Regions from separate parts of the Gasterosteus aculeatus genome. Here region 1 is linked to region 2. A link is a contact called in public Hi-C data. All regions are on one chromosome and are shown on one strand. Each heading gives the region's core, a stretch centred on a gene start, on an enhancer-like site or on the middle of the called end of the contact. The rest is flanking DNA. Distances are from core to core; before and after follow the strand shown. Region 1 overlaps LOC120834010 (dedicator of cytokinesis protein 9). Region 2 holds the start of LOC120834010 (dedicator of cytokinesis protein 9).

Region 1 (5,159 bases), core at 1,437-3,936, 45 kb before region 2:
CCACTCACACGTGCCGGAGATGACTCCGAACACATCTTTGTGCAAGCTGGTGTCCAGAAAGGTGCTGGATCGGGGGGGTGTCATCAGAGCGTTGGAAAGCAGCAAATCTTCTCTTCCATTCTGAGGAAAAACAACAGTATGATGGACACAGACCCACATACTATACAGGGCATGTAGGTAAGGAGAAGTGATTTCGTATGGCCCCATGTGAATCAAAATAGGACATGAACAAGTTAATAATAATCTGAGGCTGCTGCAGCTCGCGTTTTGTTCACTTTTTATGTCATTGCTGTTCTTCCTTCTCTTTGGGCATTAATATCTGTTGGGATTAGCTGTCACAAGGTAGTATTGCGTGATGCTTTTATGTATTTCTTTGATTTATCTTGTGATTTAAGGGTAGATGAAATGTTAAAAAGAAGCCACTAGGTGGCACCCTTACATTGTTGGAGTGGTTGACGGTGAATGGGGAGACTTCCTTCACGTTCAGCCTGTTGACGTTCTCTTGGAGGAGACCAAACAAGGGAAAGTACAGGGTGGCCAACCTGGCCTGCTGGCTCTAAAAACACATAAATCATCTCACCAGAGTCTCTCAAGGACACAAACGTCTTGGACCGAATTGATGTGGAAATGAAAGAGCGGGAGGCAAGAGGACGCTGCTTACTTTGGAGGTGTAGCGTTCATCAAACGTGTGCTTGATAATCAGGTTCTTCAGCACATGGATGGCTATCTGACGGATCTCCCTGAACTCCTGCAGAGCTGCACTGACCTCCCTGAGCAGCAGTCCAACCAGGAAGTGGTTCTTGCAGAAGTCATCCGTCAGGGAATAATCCATCTGGAGATCTGAGTGGAGGAAGAGGCGGATGGAAAAATTAGGATTGGCTGACGTGAATGGAGATGGAGTGACAAACAATTAGAGTATGTTGCTAATTTATATTATTCAACAAATAAATCAATAACAAGAACACAGGACAGCTTGGACAGAATACAGATTGTTAACACCACTTAACTGTGGTAATCTCCTTCACTGACAATGAATTATGTTTTACTCCAATTAGAAAACCTTGGCATTTGTGTTTTTTGTTGTTTATGATTTGTGCAGATTCAGACTGTGTAACTGAGCAGCTGCTCCACAACTGTCAACAGTGATCATTAAAAAGACAAACAAGATTAAGATCAAGGATTAAGCTTTCAGGATTACCGTGACAAAAAAAGTTTATTAATTGGAGTGAGAGAAATCTGGTAAATTTAAATACTTAAAACAACTTTTCACAGATGGTTCCAAGCATGGAAAAGCAACAACAAACTTTCATACAAGCATAATAAGCATCCGATTCTTTAGCATTGACAGTAAATAATGTGTCTTTTGAAGTCATAGTCACAAATCCCAAACCACTTCAAAACGTACCTTCACACAAAATCACCCATATCTGCACAAAAAGCCAATCTCAACTTTTAAAACACACATCGCCACAAACCACAAACAGTACAATCTGTTTGTAGAGCGACTTGAAACAGATGGATATAGAATCATGCAACATCAATCAGGATGCGGCAAAACGGGAATTTAGGTGATTGACTTAAGGATTTGGAGCAAATTTCTTTCCCGCTCATGTTCATGGTTGATTGATTATATCATTGTCTGCCCTTGAGACGGCATGCAAGCAGTGCACCCCTGAACCTACCGACAAGAGCATCACACGGCTCCACCGCATCATTTGGAGATAATAAAGCTAATTGAGGAACACAAAAAGGAAAAAAAGTGCTTTCTGTGGAGTCCAAAAAAAGTGCTATATCAACAGAAAACCTATTCACAGTACAATCAGGCTCGGTACTCGATGGAGAGGTGAGTCTGATAATCGTCTTACCTTGAAACCTCAATATTCTTCCCTTCCCAAATGGCATGGGCAGGTTTAAGGGGACGTAGTGCTCGTGGTAGCACACGACACGCAGGAACTCAAACCTGAACTCAAACAGCGTCTGGATGAAGAAATGACAAAAATCACAAATCAGCAGCATAATTATATAATACTCAAAACCCCCCTTGTCAAAAACACATTTGTAGCACAGCCTAATGTGTAGTAAATGCTTTTTGTGACTGTTTCATGTACCTTTGGGTCTCCAGGCATGAAACAGTTGATGTAGTTGTTGATCTGCTTGAACACGAAGCCTCTGTCCATCAGGTTCAAACAGCGCTACAGAAGAAAATAAGACTTCAGTACATCCTTGAAAACACACGGTGCTCTCAAACACCATGACAGTAACAGTGGCTGCTGACCTTGATGAAGACTGCCAGACTATGGTTGGCATTCCTGGCGGCGTCTAGGTTGTCTTTATATTTCTGAGTGATGTGTGGCATCATCATGTTGACCAGCGTCTCCACGGTGTGATGGAAGGAAGCTGAGAAGCGCTGATTCCTGGACAGCTGTAGGACACAGCGGGCACTTTGTTACTGAATAATACAACCCAATTTAAAAGAGTCCGTAACGTTCTTTATTTTTTTTATCATGAAAGAAAAATGTGCTTCCACTGTGACCTCCTCAGTACGCCAGCAGAGGTTAAACACAGGGATGTGGTTGTTTATGGGGTACAAACAAATGCAGCCAATTAAACTGCAGAGCAGAGCAGGCCAGACTGTGGATACGTCCTACTTGGACCGCGGCACTGCGGCTGTCCACAAGACCTGGCATGTCGTAACCGCAGTGAAGAGTGTAAGCTGTTAAAAAGCAGCAGCCACGGCTGAGTCAGACACATACAGTACGATGCGGCGGACTTACCTTCACTTTGCAGCTCTCGATCAAGTACTGAGCCATGGACTTGACTAAGGCTTCAAAGAAATACCACGAGTACTGCAGGGCAGACAAACATCAATCAGAGAACAATAAAGAGGAGATTCACAGCAGTTTAAATCATACACGGTGTGATGCTTTAGAAACCGTATCACCTTGAGGAGCTTGTTACTCGTGAGGAAGTCTGTGGAAGGCTTCAAGATAGCAGTCATGGCTTTGGCCAGCTCCTCGTGCACTAATCGGGTCGGTGATGATGTCTGTGGCTCAGACTTGAACACAAACTGTGCCGGACACATGCAGACAGCTATGAGTGCAGGTACAAAAGATAGATGTTGAGTCGTTTTATGTGGCTAGGGAATTCTACCTTCACATATGATCTCAGGTAGTGCTCCAACCCCTCCTCGTGGCACTGGGCAACTATGTGAATCATGACTCTAAGGAGACAGTGGAAATAAAGCATGTTGGAAGGGGCCATTTTTTTTTTTAAAACCTGCACATTTTCAGTCACTAGTAATTAATGCCCTTTATAAGGACAAATATGCCAAATAATCATTTTCACTGTAAATAATAAAAATACTACATGTTCTCTTTTAAACTCGAATGCTGAAGTCTATTTCAAATATTAATTCACATAACATCATTTGAATATAAAGTTAAAAACAGGGATCGTCCGGGGGACACTTGCCTGGTGACGTTGACTGCCACTTCCTCTTGGGTGGCACTGGTTAGCACCCTAAACAGCTGATTCAGGGTGGTGGGCAGGAACTTGATCATCACATGGCTCTCCATCGCATGCAGACTCTGAGGGTAAAATATCACAGACATCTCAAACGTATGCATGCATCAATCACTGCAGAGTTTGGGTACTGGTGCATGTCGCCCCGTACAGGAAACTAACACAAGCACTGCCAAGTAATCGGGCGAGCTGCCAGTCAACATGGCTGACCTGCTGTTTGACCCTCTGGCTATTGTTCGGGTGCACTGCTGTGTTTACATTAGAGCCCGAGAGATGCATTGGACCATTGTCAATGTCTGCCTGGGAAAGAGTGACCTGAGAACCCCGAGAACTGGATTACGAGAGTTTAAAGAAAAAAAAGTGGAAAAAGAATGAAGCCAACACGGGGGTTGACATTTGACAGATTTACTGGTATCTGCCTAATCGCCTCAAAGTAAGGAACAACTAAATCCCGTATGAATGGAAATCAAAAGAGCTTTTCACAAATTGTCCAGAAGAATGCACTGTTGGAAAGCTGCAGCACAAAGGCCAACATTAAGCCCAACAGTTAATCCCATGCCTGGGATTCAGCTCAATCCCAGTGGGACTGTCTGCTGTTCCACAGTGAGTATAAAGCTACTGTGCAGTTGAAAAGTTTCTAAACATGTCTGACGTTTCTCTTCAGGTCCCAAAATGAGAATCCTTTTCAGATCCATCCATGCATCCTTGAAGAGCATGTGCTCTCACTTACACAATATGCGAAGGCCGAAATATAGACTGCGTGTCAGCGCTGTATATTGTGGTTTAAATATGACTCAGTATTTTTTTATTTTCTCTCAGGCATGTACGTACTGCCATTGCTAGCCAATTACATGTGTCTACACATTTTTGCTGAAAAAATAAATATAAAAAAACTGGAAATGGAAACTGAAAATGAAGGAAAAAAATGAATGTTTTATTTTAATTGAATTTAATCGAAAAACTAAAAACAAAAAACGTTTTGTAATATAAATTGGAAAGTATAAGTGAGTATCTGCGCTGAATTCCATGATTTTGTCGTCAGTGTTTTACCTTCAGGAATTTAACAAGTTGTCCTCCAGACACCTGCGGTGTAGCTGCGATGCTTTGACAGTGATGAAAGAAATTGTGCAAATGTTGATCCTATGAGAAACACAAAGAAAACCACAAACGCTGTTTTTAATGAGACCACAGCACTCAATCAGATTAAGAAAAGTTAAAACAGAAACAAACCTGAGTGTAGACAGTAGAAACAAGGTGAGTGGACACCTTAAATAAAGGCTTGCCTCCATCCACCCATTTGACCTCAGGGCCCGAATGCTGCAATACATGGAAAAAGCAATAACAATTCTCAATAATTCAGTGAATATCCTGCAGGATACTCAAGTCATTATGTGTGTAAATATGCTCTTTTGTTGCATACTATCATTTAAAGGTGGGTTGTGGCTTTGGCTTTACATTTATTCAAATTTCTATTCAAAACAGCACTTTGCACTGGATTCAAGCCATCGCCACTTAACAAGGGGAGGATGAAATCTACCTTGCTGGCCGCCTCCTGGCAGTTGAGGTATCCAGCGGGCAGGTTGGCAGCCACAGCGATCTGACTCTCGTTCATGGTCACCCGGCCATCTTTCAGCAGG
Region 2 (5,714 bases), core at 1,570-4,069:
GAGGTCATGACTGGAAATGTTTGACTCGAGCAAACACAGGCTCTAAAATAAAGCCGGTCACGTGATGCAGCAAGATGTGGCACAGGTACAAAGAGGGTGTATAGTAATAGGGAATGTCCACCTGCAGTTTAAGATGCATTTAAATTGTCCACTGGATCTTTTCGAATACTTTCTAAAGCGGTCAAAGAACTTTATGTCTGACAGCAAGGTTAAGCAGCAGCACGTGTAACCCGCTTAAAGTTCTCCACGTTCCCAATATTGTAATTCTGCAGCCCATGTGAGACCTCCACTCTCCCGTATGGTCTCACAGTGACCCGGCTCGTGTGTGTACTGGTCACGGGCGGCTAATGGTATCACTCCGACGTAATGACACCCATCTGGTCAACAGCTCCTCAGGCGCTTAGCAGGAGCACTGAGCGTCTGAGTACATCACCATCAGTTGGTAGGCAGTGAGGACTATTGATTACGATTACATAACGCTTGTTTCCAGCACTGTGAGAAATAACTAAACATTCCCAATCACCATTGTTCTGTTACACACCCATCAGCTGATACATTAATGACATTTACAGGCTGTGGAGAATTCTATTTTGTAAGATCTCTGCACGCGATCAACAACTGGTTTTGATTCCACGCGCAGCGGAATTGGATTGGCAGCATCCTGTGTTGTATGGAAGCGAATCAGCAGCAGGTCACGTTCAAAAGCTGATCGCAGCCATCGTGGAGTTAATAGTGTTCCCAGCAGAACTACGGGGAGGAGAAACAGGGGGATCAGCTGAGCGCGCCGGCCAATTACAAATCTCTTTCTGCACTCCAACAATAAACAAAGAGGGTCCAGCAAGTGCGCAATGTGTAATACATTCTAGGCTGTATTTTATAATCTAAATGAGATTAAAAATGAGAGAAAATGTGTGTTTCAAGCTGAAACAACCATCAGAATGGGTGATAACAACTACAATGCGCTCTTTATATCCCTGGTACAGATCTCTCTATATTCCTGCTGAGGTTTTTACATGTTTCGTGGAGGAATTAATGACGAGTTGGGTGGACAGCATTCTTGTCCCACTCAACTGAACAACACAGCCGTATGTTCACTTCTACAGCTTCACACATCCAGAGACAAGGCCCAAACCAGACAGATCCCTCAGAAGCCAGCAGGTATTTGGTACCTAAGGAATCCTGAATAGTCCTGACGAGTAGAGAACAAAACAACCACAAGGACAGAGTGACCACTGACAGACAGAATGACAAATACTACTTCTACCTCTCCACTACTCAAACGCTTCTTAACTCATCCCTGCCCGCATCTGCAGATATTATCAACAAGTGAACTGCTGGAAGCTCGCTGGTATAAAGACAAAAAAAAGAGATTCTCTAATGTAACTTGACCCCCTTTCAAACAAGCTGGTTTCCCAACAAACTGATGTCTTACGTCTGGTTTCCTCCCTCCTGCATCTCTGGCAGTGCAACGAGTAAGAATGAATAAATAATACAAAAAGGTGTGGTTGGATGTCTGGAATCCTTCCTGACTCAGGATTCCATTTCCCTGACGGAGAGCCTGGACGGTGTCTGTTTCGGTTACCTAGCAACTTCTTCCAGGAAAGCTGGAACAATCAGCAGGACCACCGAACACCGAACACTGCAAACAAAGGGGCAGACTTCTTTTTTTTCTCTCTCTCTCAGCTCTGTGGAAAACTGACACTGAGGAGGTAGCACATAACGCAGCTCCTCGCCGCCCAGATCTTCCAGAGTGGACGGACTAATTCAGCATTATCTCATCGTCACTGGACACTTTAGATGTGCCTGAAGCACGAAACTGAAGCCAGGCTTTTTTTTCCTTGAAAGCCGGCATGATGTCACCTCAAGGGAACTGATCAATGACAACAAGTACCAAATGCCCTGATTAGGCCCAATCTGTTCCTCTCTCTTTTACAGTACAGGCCCGCACACGCCTTAACGGAACCGTCAGTTCTTGACCCAGAAAGCCCGGCTGCTCTGAGGTCAGCTGAGGATGGAAGTGAAGGACCTGTGTACGCAACAAGTAAAAGGCTTCCAATAACGTGCCAATCACCCCGTTTCAAATATCACTCAGTCACACACCTTCATTCATTCACTCTCACGGCCTTTCACACTTCCCACACGAACTCCCGACCCAGCTGATCTAAAGTCAGCGGAGAGAGTTTGCTGCACACGTTAGTTGAAAGCACATGTGGGACGATGAGCGCACCACGCGGTACGTGGTGTTGAGGCGAAGCGGGCATCAAAGGTGTGTCGTCTTCTACTCACCACTAGCACGGACGTCCTCACCACCTCGGACACGCTTTGCCTGAGCTCCGCCGCGGTGCCCGGTTTACCCAGACCGCGCGTAAACCTCCTGGTCTCCGGGTGCGCCGCCGCAGCCATCGCTGCGCGTCAACTTCGCAAACAACGTGCGTTCAATCCACGGGTCAACACGGGCCGAGGGGGGTTTAGAGGGAGAACATCACTGGGTTTTGTCCGTTTTCTCCGATCCCCGCTAGTGAACGCCGCGAGTCTGAAGCGCGGTGCGGCCGCTCATTCCGCTCCCACGTCTCAATCGCATACTTTCCGATACTTTTTTTTCTTCTTTTTTTCCCACCACGCGTCCCGCAGTATCCCGGTGATCTATTTTTCGCCCACCGGATTGATTGTTGTCATGATAAAGAGTCCTCGTGAGAAGTGTGCCATCGGCCGCGCATCGCCAGCCGGGAGGTGTATAATCCGGTGGCCTCCGCGCTGCACTCCGCCCCTCGCCGCGTAAAGGCCGGCCCACTCCGGGCTGGTTCCTGGACTTTGGACGGTGAGCTTCTCACACCAAATCTCATGTCTGAACCAATAATTTCCCACCACCACAACAACAAAAAAGAAATCAAAACTCTGGGGAGCATTTGGCTATTGTGTTATTGTAAGCAGACAGGAGACGCAATTGGGTTTGCTGTGTTTCTTACACATTTTTATATCACTCTTTGTCAATATCTTAATGTTGTCTTCTAATAGAAATGTGAATTGGATTTTCAGACAGTCTAAAATGAAACTTAGAAACACACGTGTTGACTGCTTGCTACGCAGCAGCTGATCCATTTAATCTGGTTAGATATTAGTAAGCGGATATCATTTTCTATCGTTGTTTCCGCATACCGGCACATTCACTGGCTTCCCCGTTTTCAGAAGTAAAGACATTTAAATGATATGACATATTTTAGGAATAGTCACTGCGCAGGAGTATTTCTATTGCTTGTTCTTACTGCACATACATACAGGGAACATAATTCGCAGGCAGTGGTTAGGACTGAAATATCTTATTCAATGATGCCATCTGTAGGTCACAGCTGTAAACACACTACTGACGTCTCCCTAGAGAACCCCCCCTCCCCAACCCGCCTGCCCCTTGTGGATAAAAACACAAATAAAACAAATCTCAGTTTGAATCATTTTGTCTTTTATTGCTTTCATTTCCAAACAGCTCTCTGTGGACTGAAAGAAAGAAAAAAAACAGCTGCAATAAACTGAGATTTTCCATTTCATTTGCATCACTGCAAAACCCCGTCCAATGCATATTTCCATTCATTTGGAACCATAAAAAGATCTGGCATCAGTATATATGTATACAAGAGGCAGCCTAGTTAAGTGAGCGCAATGCTGATTGGAACTGAAAGTTTCTACATTGTTTTACACAAACCTTAAAGCTTTTAATGACATCGATTTTCATGATACAATTTCTGTGAATAAGTCGCACACTTTCTCATCCCGCTGCTGGGGACCTTTAGCTGGTAACAAAAAAGCTGTCCGAGTTATTGATATAACAAAGATCAGTGAATAAAATATTTGAATTGAAATGGCAATACTCTGATGGCAGCTACTCCCGGGCCACTTTGGGATCAATGTCAATGATCCAACAAAATAAATTCATATTTTCAGCACTTATGTTTTAAACAAGAACACAGCGTGCTGCGACGGGTGTGAATTGAGCGTTAAAGGGCGGCCTTTTTTTTTTTACATGGTTTAAATTGCAATGGCATTCTGCATTAGGAGACAATCCTCATCCCCAACGTAACAGCATCTTTAAAAGTCCAGGACACATTGACATAAACCAGTTTGGCACTGAAGTTGGAGGACATTTTAAAAGCAGCATTTCTCAATAAGATGAAGGACTGCTGAACATCTACATCAACATGTTCCTGCTGTAAAAACAACCAGTGACAAAAAGTAAAACCAGGAAGACAGGAAGTAGTTCAGACTATTAGAAAACAGTACAAAATGACATCCTTAAAAAGAGGTTTCAGAGTTGAGAGTAAAAATGCCAAAAAAATTGCCGTCTCTGATGCAGTCTAAACCAGCGGACATGTCACCATTAAAGCATTTAAAAGCACCAAACGTGCATGGACACGTGTACAAATGTCCCAGATATGTGTAGAAGAGAAAAGCAAAGCGAGTCCCGGGTGGACAGGAAGGGCCGACGCGCCACCTGAGAGGGGACGCGCGTGTGGAGGCGAGAAGAGCCGACTCAGCGAGGACGGGACTCTCTGCTGTTTAGGATGCGAGCGCTGCCGAGGGGGACTGTGACACTGCGGATTACCTCCATCCACCTGCCGGCAGACAAAAGCTTTTATTTTTTTATCAGCCCTCTGATTAGGACTTGAGGAAAGTGCAAATACTGAATGATTGCGGCGTACCTCTCGAATGTGTATTCGCTCTCCGATCGGAAATAGTAGACGTGGGACTTGAAATGCAGTTTGAAGACATATTCCTTGTGGATGTTCTCCGTCTCCGAGGGGATGGTGACCGAGTAACCCAGCAGAGGAAGGCTGGCCAACGGGTACTCGTCCTGAGGAAGAGAATATGACGTCACGTTTGGTCTAAACTTATTTGGAATCAGAGAAAAACAAATTCATAGAGTGCTGCTCCCAACAAAACGGCAAAGCAGCAAAGTCAGAAGAACCTTTAATCAAACACACATCTTGTCATCGGTTCGTGATAATTCTCTTTTTATCAAGTATCAAATTTGTTTTCTATTAGATTCCGTTTCATTTTGTCATGGACACTCCAAGTGGTTTGTGAAAATGTAAACAGCCAGAGGAGGGATTTCAAAAAAAAAGGGAAAGGAATGTGAAAGCCTGTACGCCTCCATCGCGGCACGACGAGTCGACATTCCACACCGAGATGCGATGCCTTTAAGCCCGGAGAAGAGTAAACACAGCGGGGGGGAGGCTGGACAAACAGAGCTGAGAGCGAATTTTCATCACCTGGTGAGACTTGTAGAAGAACAGGCTGAAGTTGGTGAAGACCACCCACAGCTTCTGCCAGCCGTTGCTGTTCTTGAACTTCCGCAGTAAGTTTCCAGACAGCTGGTTCTACAAAGACAAAAGCAAGTTTCACATCTACGACTAAATAATGTCATACGAATTATAATAGCAACAATAGTGTGCAGAGTTTAGATTGTTTACTAAAATCTAGGACAATTAATGGAAATTAAAGAATATATCTGGGGATATTCTAGATTTGTATTATTGTTAACAGCCATAATGAGCCTAAAACCAACCGCTAACTCATCCTCAAACGCTTTATATAGCATATTCCATGTATAATGCATATGTTCCATTTAGTAGTCACACTGTTGTATTACTTTATTACAATGACTATGTGCACTGGTGTTTATTGTGAGTGAGTTCCATGCACTCTACTGTGGTGAGGAAAAT

What was found. Hi-C and Micro-C count contacts between places; a contact is called where the count stands out from the background.
Region 1: a Hi-C map of liver shows a contact between it and region 2, with 6 times the contacts expected there. The contact joins the enhancer-like site here to the promoter of LOC120834010 in region 2. A contact is called at or near these places in 5 of 6 Hi-C or Micro-C datasets (blood and trunk muscle, liver, skeletal muscle and 1 more).

Annotation. Positions count from the first base shown.
Region 1 is chr16:10,100,843-10,106,001 of fGasAcu3.hap1.1, reverse strand. LOC120834010 (dedicator of cytokinesis protein 9) reads right to left here. Exons shown (of 54, transcript XM_078090417.1): 21 at 5,060-5,159; 22 at 4,753-4,839; 23 at 4,573-4,662; 24 at 3,472-3,587; 25 at 3,151-3,220; 26 at 2,942-3,067; 27 at 2,775-2,846; 28 at 2,276-2,422; 29 at 2,109-2,192; 30 at 1,866-1,977; 31 at 1,683-1,730; 32 at 662-840; 33 at 440-556; 34 at 9-120. Among protein-coding and RNA genes, the nearest start is that of slc15a1a, 14 kb to the left of the region's middle. Within about 2 kb of position 2,686, at least 1 of the 9 cell types and tissues checked has open chromatin away from gene starts, as enhancers often do.
Region 2 is chr16:10,055,317-10,061,030 of fGasAcu3.hap1.1, reverse strand. It overlaps LOC120834010 (dedicator of cytokinesis protein 9), which reads right to left and starts at 2,819. Exons shown (of 54, transcript XM_078090417.1): 1 at 2,287-2,819. The coding sequence starts at 2,403. It overlaps LOC120833909 (FERM, ARHGEF and pleckstrin domain-containing protein 1), which reads right to left. Exons shown (of 27, transcript XM_040201543.2): 25 at 5,262-5,369; 26 at 4,692-4,843; 27 at 3,437-4,604. The coding sequence ends at 4,523.